Linked DNA regions of Mus musculus: regions 1 and 3 are each linked to region 2. A link is a contact called in public promoter capture Hi-C data. All regions are on one chromosome and are shown on one strand. Each heading gives the region's core, a stretch centred on a gene start, on an enhancer-like site or on the middle of the called end of the contact. The rest is flanking DNA. Distances are from core to core; before and after follow the strand shown. Region 1 holds the start of 2010204K13Rik (RIKEN cDNA 2010204K13 gene). Region 2 holds the start of Plp2 (proteolipid protein 2). Region 3 holds the start of Pqbp1 (polyglutamine binding protein 1).

Region 1 (3,398 bases), core at 603-3,102, 250 kb before region 2:
TTGTTGCTAAGCAACAGTGATTTTTTTTCTTCCCCCCCAGAACAGGAACCGAGTGCAAACAGGAAGTGCCATGTTCCACCAAAGCTCCACTGGCTCCCTCTAGTGGCCATTTAGCAGTCACAGACAAAGCTAGAGATAAGGTACTTGCTCAAATGCCAAGGCTGCAGGCAAGCTCAACCATCCCCCCTGGATATTAAGTTCAATGCCAACAGGATTTCAGATGCAGCAATACCAAAGCTAGAATGATTCATCTCTTCCTCCTGAAAACATGTCCTGAGAGCAGAACTGGCCCTAGAAAACATCTGGCTGCATAGAAGTATCAGAATGGAGACACTGACTGTGGAAGAGAGAAAGACCTCTCTCTGGAAAGGGAGGGAGTCAGAAGCCCTATGGGAAACTGTAGATTATAAGACTGGGGCTGCCTCTAGATTTCCCTTAGTTAACAAGACACCAAAACAACACTCCTTAGGCTTCTCTTGAGATTAGGGGCCTGAAATGTCAATAAAAATATACACGTTCAAGGCAATGACCAACTTAGTTTGTTCATGAGGCACTGAGCTACGTAATACAATGGTAAATTAGACAGCATGATCCATACTCCAGTGGAGACCCTAGTCCAAAAACAACCCTCCCATTTGTTAACACATTACCTACCCAGAAAATAGCTTAAATGTAACCTAACCAAAAATTAGGCAGCTCTAGATTCCCAGGTGTGCCTGGGCCATACATCTCTCAAGCCTACTGTTGTTGGGAGAGCTGGATCTGGGAAAGGAAGACAAGATCTGAAGTACTCATGGTTCCCTGCCTTACCCAAGCATTTCTCAACAGTCCTTGTAATTTTTTCAGAAATCCTTCCATTCAGAGTCCTGCCTCCCTCGGATGGAAACCCAAGCTTAGCCTAGGGGAAGGACTATGCCCTAGTAGGTTCTACTGATTGGATGCTCTTCCATACAACTTTGGCTCATGAGGAAAACAAGAACTGCCTGGCAGAAGCCATGCCCCATGGATGTGATAGACCATGACCAAGGGACAGTAAGGATTAGAATCAACTAAGATTTATTTATCTTATGTGTTTGAGTGTTTAGCTCACATACATTTCTGCGCAGGGACACTGGTTTTCCTTCCTTAGGTAACAAGGTAGACGACAGATGATATAGATGATAGATGGCATGGGTATGTGTGTGTGCACGCCCCTCCCCCTCGACCTATTAGGGAGCTCAAAGAAACTTGTAGCTGGCTAGAAATCTGATTTAGAGACTAAGTAGTAGAAACATGTATGTTCCCTCTTCTTGTCCGCATGGACACTGCTGTGGTTGAGTTCCGAACTATGTCTCTAGAACATCCACAACATCTACTTGTGGAAACTAACACTTGGAGGTGGGAAGATGCATAAATAGTTGAGAGCACTTAATTCTCACAGAGGGTCTGGGTTCAATTCCTAAGACCCACGTGGTGGTCCATAACTCACGTTCGGGGGGGGGGGATCGATCCAATGCCCCTCTTGTAACCTCTGTAGTCACCAGCACGAACACCTTACACGCGCGCGCGCGCACGCACACACACACGCGCGCACACACGCACACACACGCACATTTTACCTTCTTTAAGTACCGGGGGCAGGGGGGAGGGGGGAGTTTCCCCGTGTGCTCGTGCACGCGCGCACGCACGCACGCGTAGGGAATGTAAGTAAAGCGTCTAGACAATAAGGACCTAAAATGAAAGAGCCATAAGCTACCTACTTACGTTTTTATTTCTCAGTTCTCCAAGTTCCAAATCATCCGGCCCACTAAGGTCCAAACTTGGAGGAAGCTCGAGTCTCTGCTTATTAACACGTGTCGCGGCACGGCTGACTTGTGCGTCACCAACCACAAGGTGGCGAAAGAGATTATCACATCAAACCAGCCTGCCTTCTGCCTCTTCTATACCATTATTTTGCTAAGCAGAAGCATTTCCTGAGCGTGAGTCATTCAATGAGCACAGTGGTCCTATGGATTGTGGCCCTATGGATTAGCTATGATTTCACAGATGAGCAAACCAAGAGCTGCAGATACCTGTGGAGTTTGGCTGTTACCTATTTTTAGTACTGCATCTGCATTTACACCAGCGTCACCACACACATATGAGTACTGTAGTGTTACTTATTTGGCAATTGCTCTGCCATCTTTTGGCAATAAGAATTTATTTCATCCTCATCACAGTCTTACAGGATCACCATCATATATGTGGTCTGTTGATCAAACATCATCATACAACACATGACTATATGTTTCTATATGTTATCTATGTTTTTACTTAAAGGTTTTTTATTATGAAAGAAACTGTATTCCTGGTAACAACTTTCAAATTATAATAATGAGTAAAAAGTCTCCTTTCTTCCCATTAGAACTAGTCAAAAGCGTAACTCCTCACATATTCCTTCATAATTTGTTTACAAATACATAAGCATACTTCATATGTTTATCTTACAATGCACACAAATATATTGTACACACTGTTCTACAGCTTGCTTTTTCTAATTAGGACAGTATCTTGATAGCAGATGTGAGCTGAGGCCACACTGGCCTGTGGACCTCATTTACAGATCTGGAGTAGGACGTGACTGTCCTCACCTGAGAACAGCAAGTGTGTCACCTGATATATTGCAGCCTGAGGTGACAATGAAATGTGGAAGAAGAGAGCGGACTCTCTGCAGCAGCAAGAAAGCGTGGTGAGGTGTAAGGCAAGCCTGTTAATGGGCAGCAAGTGGGACTGGTCCCCATCTCTGGTATATTCAGGTCCTTAAGCTATAGTTTTGAGAAAGTTCAGATTTGGATACAGGCAATGTTCACAGTGCCTTTGGGGACAGGGCACCTCTTTACACCACCGCACAGTGCCAACGTGTGGAAACCCTGTGGGGTAGTAATTGGTAGCATTTTAAAGGTGACAAAATTGAGACTCAAAGAGGACAAGGCTCCCAAGGCTACCCTACTTGAAGCAGCACCTCCCCTTACCTACCTTGTCAGTACTTACAGGACCCTGGGGAACTATTGGCTATTGGTAGACTCTGGAAGACCGGATATCATTATCTTCAGATATGTACCCACTAGGGAAGCCAGCCAGGTCCAGTGCATAACTCCACAGTTACAGTCACATAAGCAACCCTTTTTAAACTGAGTATGTCACAAAACAAGAAGCCATGAGTGTAGGAAAGGGAGGACAGGGGTGAGAGAGAGACAAGAAAGTAAGGATTAGAGCAGTCAGAATCCATATATATAAACATATATGACATTATTACAGAACAAACTTAATTTATAAAAAACATTAAAAACACCCACATAAAATTAACCTAAGAAAATCAAAGATACAGATTTTACTTCTTGGTGCCTAAATATCAAGTAATTTTTTAAAAACCAATCCTA
Region 2 (3,305 bases), core at 321-2,820:
AAGAGGGAGCCGGGCTTGGTGGCGCACGCCTTTAATCCCAGCACTCAGGAGGCAGAGGCAGGCGGATTTCTGAGTTCGAGGCCAGCCTGGTCTACAGAGTGAGTTCCAGGGCAGCCAAGGCTATCTATACAGAGAAACCCTGTTTTGAAAAACAAAAAAACAAACAAAAAAAAATTAGAAAAGAGGGCTCTCAAACCTAAATATCCATGGGGGAGGGGAGGAAATCTACTTTCCAAGATGTAGCTCAGTGGCTGAGCATTTGCATAACATATGCAAGGCCCTAGGTTGCACCCACGCTCCAGAGACGGTAGGGGAGGATGGGGAAGAAAGAGAAAAAAAAAAAACATTTTTCTCAAATAACTACCAGGAGTGAGAAAATGACATCTGATAATTACGAAACACCTCTCGCATGCTCAGTGTTCTTCCAAGCATTGTCTAAGGGCTTTACACGTCGTATTCCACTTAATCATCACGAGAATCTAATGAGCTAGATACATTTATTTTACACAGGAGGAAAGTGAGTCACAGAGAGGTTAAGTGGCTTGCCCAGGGTCAACCAGTAAGAAAAATGCCGAATTATGTGCTTCAGTTCTCCTTTCCCTGAGGGGAGTGGCTCTGCCAGGTGTTTTGTGAGCGCTTGTGGCGCCAGCGTCCATGCCTTGAGGGGGAGGGACGTTCGGTTCCCCAGGCAACCCCTTTGGGAAGGGGGGGGGGGGAGACTGACACTAGAAGGGCAGGGCTCCGTTAAAGGAACCGCACCTCTTTTATGAGTGACCCAAAGGCGGTGCCCACTTGGAGGGGGATGGAAAAACCAAGGTTCCCTATAACCATCCAAAGAGCAAAGGACCTCCCATCCAGTCCCAAATGGGCAAGGAAGAACTGGCGAAGTGTGGAACGCCCTACCCTAGAGGGGACTAGCTCTACCCCACCCCAACAGGCCCCGCCTTTAGGCGCACTGCCAGCCCGCCAGCTAGTGCCCAGGCCGGCCACGCCCTGCCACGAGAGGCTCCCACTCCCCAGGACCCCTTCTCTCCGACCACTATGAACCTACACCCACACACGCACCCACACATCCCCAGCCCCCAACATTAGTTATAGATAACTCACCTCACCAGTGAACCACCAGCTCTCCACCCCTTCGCCCATGCCCCACCGAACGCCCTGCATCTTGGCTGGCTTCGACCCTCCTCCACAAACTCACCCACCTGCATCCCACTGGCAAGCAGCTGGACCACGTGCCTGCCTCAACCGCCACAGTCCCGTACCCAGTGGTCCAGCCTGCACACTCAGCCTCTACCCAACCTCCGGCCGGGGAACACTCACAATCTCAGCAAACAGGAGAATTCCCTTTTTGGTGCGCGAGAAGCTGGTGCAGGCTAACCAGCAGCCGGGGGCCGAGAGACGCTCAGAATCCGCCATGGTGGTGTACTGGAGTCCCTGGGACGCAGAAGCTCTGCTTTCTGGCTCACGGGTTCGAGGTCGCTGCACACCCAGCCGTCTGTCCCGCCGTCTGGCCGGGAAGGGGGCCCCCCGGGCAAAGGAGGGAATGAATCACCGCGCCTAGCAAAGCAGGCGGGGCCGGAGGGGGCCGGGCCAGGTGGAGGCCGCCCCGGAAGCCCCCTTTGCCCTGCGGCCGAAGACGATACGGGTCCCGCACACAGCCTTATCTACAAGGTGCCTGGAAACTCCAGGTACCAGGAGCAAGAATATGTAGACCCTTCACTTTTTCTTTCTTTCTTTCTTTCTTTCTTTCTTTCTTTCTTTCTTTCTTTCTTTCTTTCCTTCTTTCTTTCTTTCTTTCTTTCTTTTTAATGCAAAAGAGCTACCGAGGGAATCTGGCTTTGGAAGGGAGTGACTCGATTTTCTACTTTTGAACTTAGCCAAAAGGTCAAGAAGTAATAGTTTCCTTAGCTGAAAAAGGGGTAGCTGAGGCCCTGTTTAAACTCGAAATTCTCGAGGCCAGGTATGTTTCCTGAATTCGGAGTGCTCTGAATTTTAAAAAGTTTTCCCTTTGCATAGAGCAGTGGTTCTCCACCTGTGAGTAAGGACCCCTTTGGGGTCCAACGATCCTTTCACAGGGGTCCCTTGAGATCATCAGAAAACACAGATGTTTACACTGCAATTCCTAACAGTAACAAAAATGCACTTATGAAGTGGCAGCAAAAATAATGTCGTGGTCAGGAGTCCTACAGCATGAGGAACTGTATTAAAGGGTCGCAGTTTTAGGGAGGTTGAGAACCACCTAACAGGCAGGGTCTGAGGTAGTAAGACTTAATTCCCCCTGGATCTGGTGTAATTGTTCACAATAAGTGAGATGAATAAAAATTGAAAGGTGTTTCTGATTGGGTCAGGTCAGGTTCTGTAGTCAACTGGTACCAAACTGGGATGAGGAGGATGCAGTCAGTTCCCAGAGTTTGGGCAGTGGTGGTGACAGTGCTGCAGAGACTGGGAACGGAACCTGGTGATCGACCTGGTGGATACTAGTGACTATATCATCAGTCTGCTTCGAGCCTAGCCCCCCCAGTAACCCGTGCTGGCCAATTCCAGGCAAGACTTCTTCTCGGCCTCGGTACTGGACCTCTGTTTTATGGTTCTGAGAAGAGAGGCCAAACAAGCTTTAGGGAAAGACTAGAGAAAGCACACATTTTTGCTGAGAGTTGGGCAAGGTAAGGGGATGGTCTTTGAGTATAATTTGGGGTACAAACGTTGACTTTTTGAGGTGTGTTCCTAAGCAATTAATTAATTCCTTCTGGCCTTCGTCGTGTCTAACTCTGAGACATGTGCCTGGTTACCTGAAATCAGGACACTCCCCCCACCCCAATGTGTTCTGGACATTGGTTTATACTCAAGTATAACGCAATCACTGAAAGGCTAGAATTCACCCTAAGGTCCTGCCTGCCCCGCCCCAAACATAGGTCCCTTCCAAATGAAGAAAGGGGTTCCCTTTTACAGTCACCATTGTTGAGAGAATGCCTGAGTAATGGAAAGGTTGAAACATTTTCCCCAGTGTTGAGTGCCTGCATTCAAGCAGGGACAAATACCTGAACTTGTGGAACATGACAAACTTAGCTCTGGCCTCTGTACTCGCCGTTCTCATAACTGTCGTGCCCCTCCCCCACAGCGTTGGCTTCATTTGGCTTCTGGTCTTTCAGGTTCCACTTCAAAAGCTGTGTCTTCAAGCAGGCTAGCAGCCCACCACCCCTCCCACAGTCTAGCTGGTCCTTTTTGCTTTGATGTTGTTTGTTTGAGCCAGTCTCTCACTGGGTAGTCCAGCATGGCTTAGAACTCGTGATCCTCTTGTCTTG
Region 3 (3,561 bases), core at 146-2,645, 230 kb after region 2:
AGGTAAACATAGAGCATCAGCATCCTGTCACTGTATTTGGCACATAGGAGACTGCAGGATAGATCAGATGCCTTTTTGGACCCTTAATCCTAGCATTAGGAAAGCGGAGACAGGCAGATCTTGATGAATGCAAAGCCAGCCTGATATACAGAATGGGTCCCAGGCCTGCCAGAAGTACAGAATGAGACCATGTCTCAAACATTAATTAGTTAAATACCATGCAGTCATGGGTTTATTTTACTTATTTTCTGATACACACACATATATATACACATATATACATGTGTACATACACACACAGACACATGTATATCTGGCCTAGAATTCAGTATGTAAACCAGGCTGTCTCCTGTGATCCCTTTTACCTGCCCCAGCCATGCTGGGGACTACAGATGAATGCCACCATACTTATGTCTATTTGTTTTTTATTTTTTGAAGACTGGGTCTTGCCAAATTGCCATGTCTGGCCTTGACCTCCTGGACTCAAGCCATGTTTGTAGCTCAGCCTCCTTAGTACCTGAGATATTTGTACCTGCCACCGTGTCCACTTGATTCATGACTTAAATTAAAGCTATCCCTCCAGCCTTACACTTCACACAGCACCCACCAACCACGAAGAAGTAATGAATATCAGAAAAAATTATATTGACAACGAGATGCCTGCCAGGCCATGCAAGATACCAAGTATCAAAACCAAGGTGCCAGTCAAGGAGATATACTTCAATAGAGCGCATCCAAGAGCTCTGGTCTAACCCCAGCAGTACAAGGGGGCGGGGGAAGATGCACACTAGGACGGCAGAAGATGGCAGAGCACTTACTTAGCAAACACCTAGGTTCGACAGGGGCGGGAGGGGGCGGAGAAAAGGGGGAATAAAGAATAGAATAAACAGCAGAACGTCTATTAACACTGGCACATGATAGATGCATCTGCTTTTAGTTTTCTCACCCGGCTCCAGATGTTTGAGGATGCCCCTCTTCGCCAAGCGGGTCTGCAGCGCAACAGGAAGCGGCATAGTGGGTAGCTGACCAGACCTAGAAACAGACAAGACAGTACTGAAGGGCAGATCTGATTAACATTTCAATCTGGATAGCCAGTAACCACGCGTGTGTTCACACACACACACACACACACACACACACACACACACACACACACACACACACACCTACGTAACTGCAACAGTAGCTGGAAGAGAACAAAAATGCGTGCTAAAAGATAAAAGAGATATGTAGCAATATGGCCAGAATTAGGATCAGCAGAACTCTCCGGACCCAGGCACTGGAGACCGGATGGACCAAAGACCCAGTTCCTCTCTAGACCAAGGCTCCACCCATCACCCAAGGGACCAAGTGCCACACACCCGCAACCCAGAAATGGGATCACCCAACGTTCCTCAAAGTCCGCACGGTGGGCGGAACCAAGGCGCTAGGATGGGGGAGATACAATGCCAACGCCATCTCCAGCTTTAAAAGAAAGCTTACACCCCAGCCTTACCAGTACAACTGTGCGATTAGTCAAAGTCTATCTCCTTACCCTCCTCTCCCTCATTGGCACAGTGCTTACCAACACCGAAGGGCTCTTGGTTTAAAGCACAACAGGCTCCTCGACTCTCCCCAGGTGCAATTAACTGGTCGCATCCGACGCTTACATGGAACGGATGTGGCCCTTCTGGCTAGCCAATAAGAGCGCGCCGTTGGCCTTACGTAAGCAGAGAAGAACCAATTGTTCCCTTGGTCTACGTACAGCGCCTCAGAGCTTGTGGGCGTTTCGGAGCGGGAGGGGGACGGGGGGAGTGTCTCGCCCGCGCCACCGACTGCGCCAGGCCGGACTCTGGCGCCATGGAGGAGTACGCTCGCGAACCTTGGTACGGCGATGGGCACAGGCTTCGGGACAGTCCGCGCGACGCTCAGGCGGACAACGGGAGGCGGGCGGGGAAGGCAGGGGCTGCAGTGTCAAGTCCCTGACCCGGGAGGCTCGGAAACTTCACTGCCTCTGCGCATCCGGCATGGCCCCTCCCACTCGGACTTCGTCAAAAAACCGCCACCGTGGAGTGTCCCAGTATGTGCGGTGTGGGACAAACTATCGCACTGTTGCCCTGGCTCTTCTCCTAGACCCCCTTTGTGAGCCAAAAGAGAAACGCTGGGCAGATCCATTCCGGCGGTGAGGGAGGAGAGGCGTGGAGCCAATATCCACAGGGTTTCTTCGTGTCGCTTTTCTCAGGCTGGCTTTTGACATAGGATAGGGCATGTGTGAACTCACTGTGGGCTAAGCCAGATGGCACCTGGCTTTTCCGCACGGTCTTTTGATTTGTCCGATTTAGGTTTTAAAAGGACACAAGGGTTTCTCTGGACGTGCTTTTTGTGTCGAACCGAGTGTCAGTCACCCTGTTTATATTTTACTTAAATAACGTTTGCTAGTTAACACTATTGAAGCCTGACACGACAACTCCCCCCCCCCCCTCCCAGACACGGTTACTCTGTGGTGTAGCCCTGGCTGTCCTGGAACTCACTCTGTAGTCTTGAACTAAGAAATCCTCCTGCCTCTGCCCCCCAAGTTCTGGGATTAAAGGCGTGAACCACCCCTGCCAGGCACATGACAACTCTTACTGATTTTTGATAGTAACAAAAACCATTTTGTTTTTGGCTCCTGGTTCTAGGATTTGAGGGACTCTGTTCTTCAAATCTAGTTTCACGTAGAACTCTCTGAGAATACTGTATTGTCAGAAACAGTCATAGGGGCTCAGTGGTAGAGTAGTTGATTTAAGCAAGAGACAGATTGTGGGGGACAGGGGACCTAGATTCCAAAGCCATTTGATTTTTGATAATGACAAAAACAGTTGTATTGACGCTTGCTTGTAATCAAGAGCACTGCTCTGCCAGTAGTAAACCCATCGTTGCAAGGCTATGTGGTGAGACACCTCCCCCATCCCAAATTGTTTTCTCACTTTTGTACCACAGATAGATTTACAAACCTTTTCTTTTGGGGTTTGTTTGTTTTGAGACAGTATCTCACTATAGAACCCTGGCTGGCCTCGAACTGACTAGACTAGGCTGACCTCTGACCTCAGAGTGCTGGTATTAAAAGGCACAAACTTTCTTTGTGGGACAGGGTCTCCATTTAGAGCCCAAGTTGGACTGCCAACTTGTGATCCTCCTGTCTCAGCCTTCCAAGTGTTGATCACAGGTGTGCAGAAACACATCTGGTTTTCCTTTCTGGCTTTCTGGGGAATATAAAAAGTGTCAGAACTAATTTGTTGTCATCTAAGGTGTTCTGCATCAGTCCTGAGCTTCCCTGTTTGGTTCTCCAAGCAGGGCAGGGTCTCACATTAACCCAATCTTTTCCTTCCTGCTTGCAGCCCATGGCGAATTGTGGATGATTGCGGTGGAGCTTTCACCATGGGTGTCATTGGTGGTGGAGTCTTCCAGGCTATCAAGGGCTTCCGCAATGCCCCTGTTGTGAGTTGGGCCTTCCTCCAGTGGTGTGGGAATCTGCGGTCTTGCTGACATAGGAGTACTGCTCTGAGCATACTGAACATTCTGTTGATTGTTCACCTACTGTGT

What was found. Promoter capture Hi-C pulls out the DNA fragments that hold promoters and counts their contacts.
Region 1: a contact with region 2 is called in a promoter capture Hi-C map of the SN4741 cell line, with 6 times the contacts expected there. The contact joins the promoter of 2010204K13Rik here to the promoter of Plp2 in region 2. A contact is called at or near these places in 14 of 39 promoter capture datasets (3T3-L1-derived adipocytes, the C10 cell line, the HPC-7 cell line and 9 more), 1 of 15 datasets of contacts at CTCF or cohesin (stem cell-derived epiblast-like cells), 24 of 484 Hi-C or Micro-C datasets (the 3T3-L1 cell line, B cells, the C10 cell line and 15 more), 23 of 115 datasets of contacts at active chromatin or transcription factors (the 230-238 cell line, the SCID.adh cell line, acute myeloid leukemia and 13 more) and 4 of 9 other capture datasets (adipose tissue, embryonic stem cells, liver and 1 more).
Region 3: a promoter capture Hi-C map of pre-B cells shows a contact between it and region 2, with 2.7 times the contacts expected there. The contact joins the promoter of Pqbp1 here to the promoter of Plp2 in region 2. A contact is called at or near these places in 8 of 39 promoter capture datasets (the C10 cell line, the SN4741 cell line, cranial neural crest and 3 more), 1 of 484 Hi-C or Micro-C datasets (embryonic stem cells), 2 of 115 datasets of contacts at active chromatin or transcription factors (effector CD8 T cells and microglia) and 3 of 9 other capture datasets (adipose tissue, liver and pancreatic islet).

What each region holds. Positions count from the first base shown.
Region 1 is chrX:7,421,136-7,424,533 of GRCm38.p6, forward strand. 2010204K13Rik (RIKEN cDNA 2010204K13 gene) reads right to left here and starts at 1,853. Exons shown (of 2, transcript NR_027924.1): 1 at 1,744-1,853.
Region 2 is chrX:7,669,820-7,673,124 of GRCm38.p6, forward strand. Plp2 (proteolipid protein 2) reads right to left here and starts at 1,571. Exons shown (of 5, transcript NM_019755.5): 1 at 1,324-1,571. The coding sequence starts at 1,419.
Region 3 is chrX:7,897,605-7,901,165 of GRCm38.p6, forward strand. Pqbp1 (polyglutamine binding protein 1) reads right to left here and starts at 1,396. Exons shown (of 7, transcript NM_019478.4): 1 at 1,167-1,396; 2 at 947-1,032. The coding sequence starts at 1,013. It overlaps Timm17b (translocase of inner mitochondrial membrane 17b), which reads left to right and starts at 1,732. Exons shown (of 6, transcript NM_011591.5): 1 at 1,732-1,865; 2 at 3,357-3,456. The coding sequence starts at 1,840.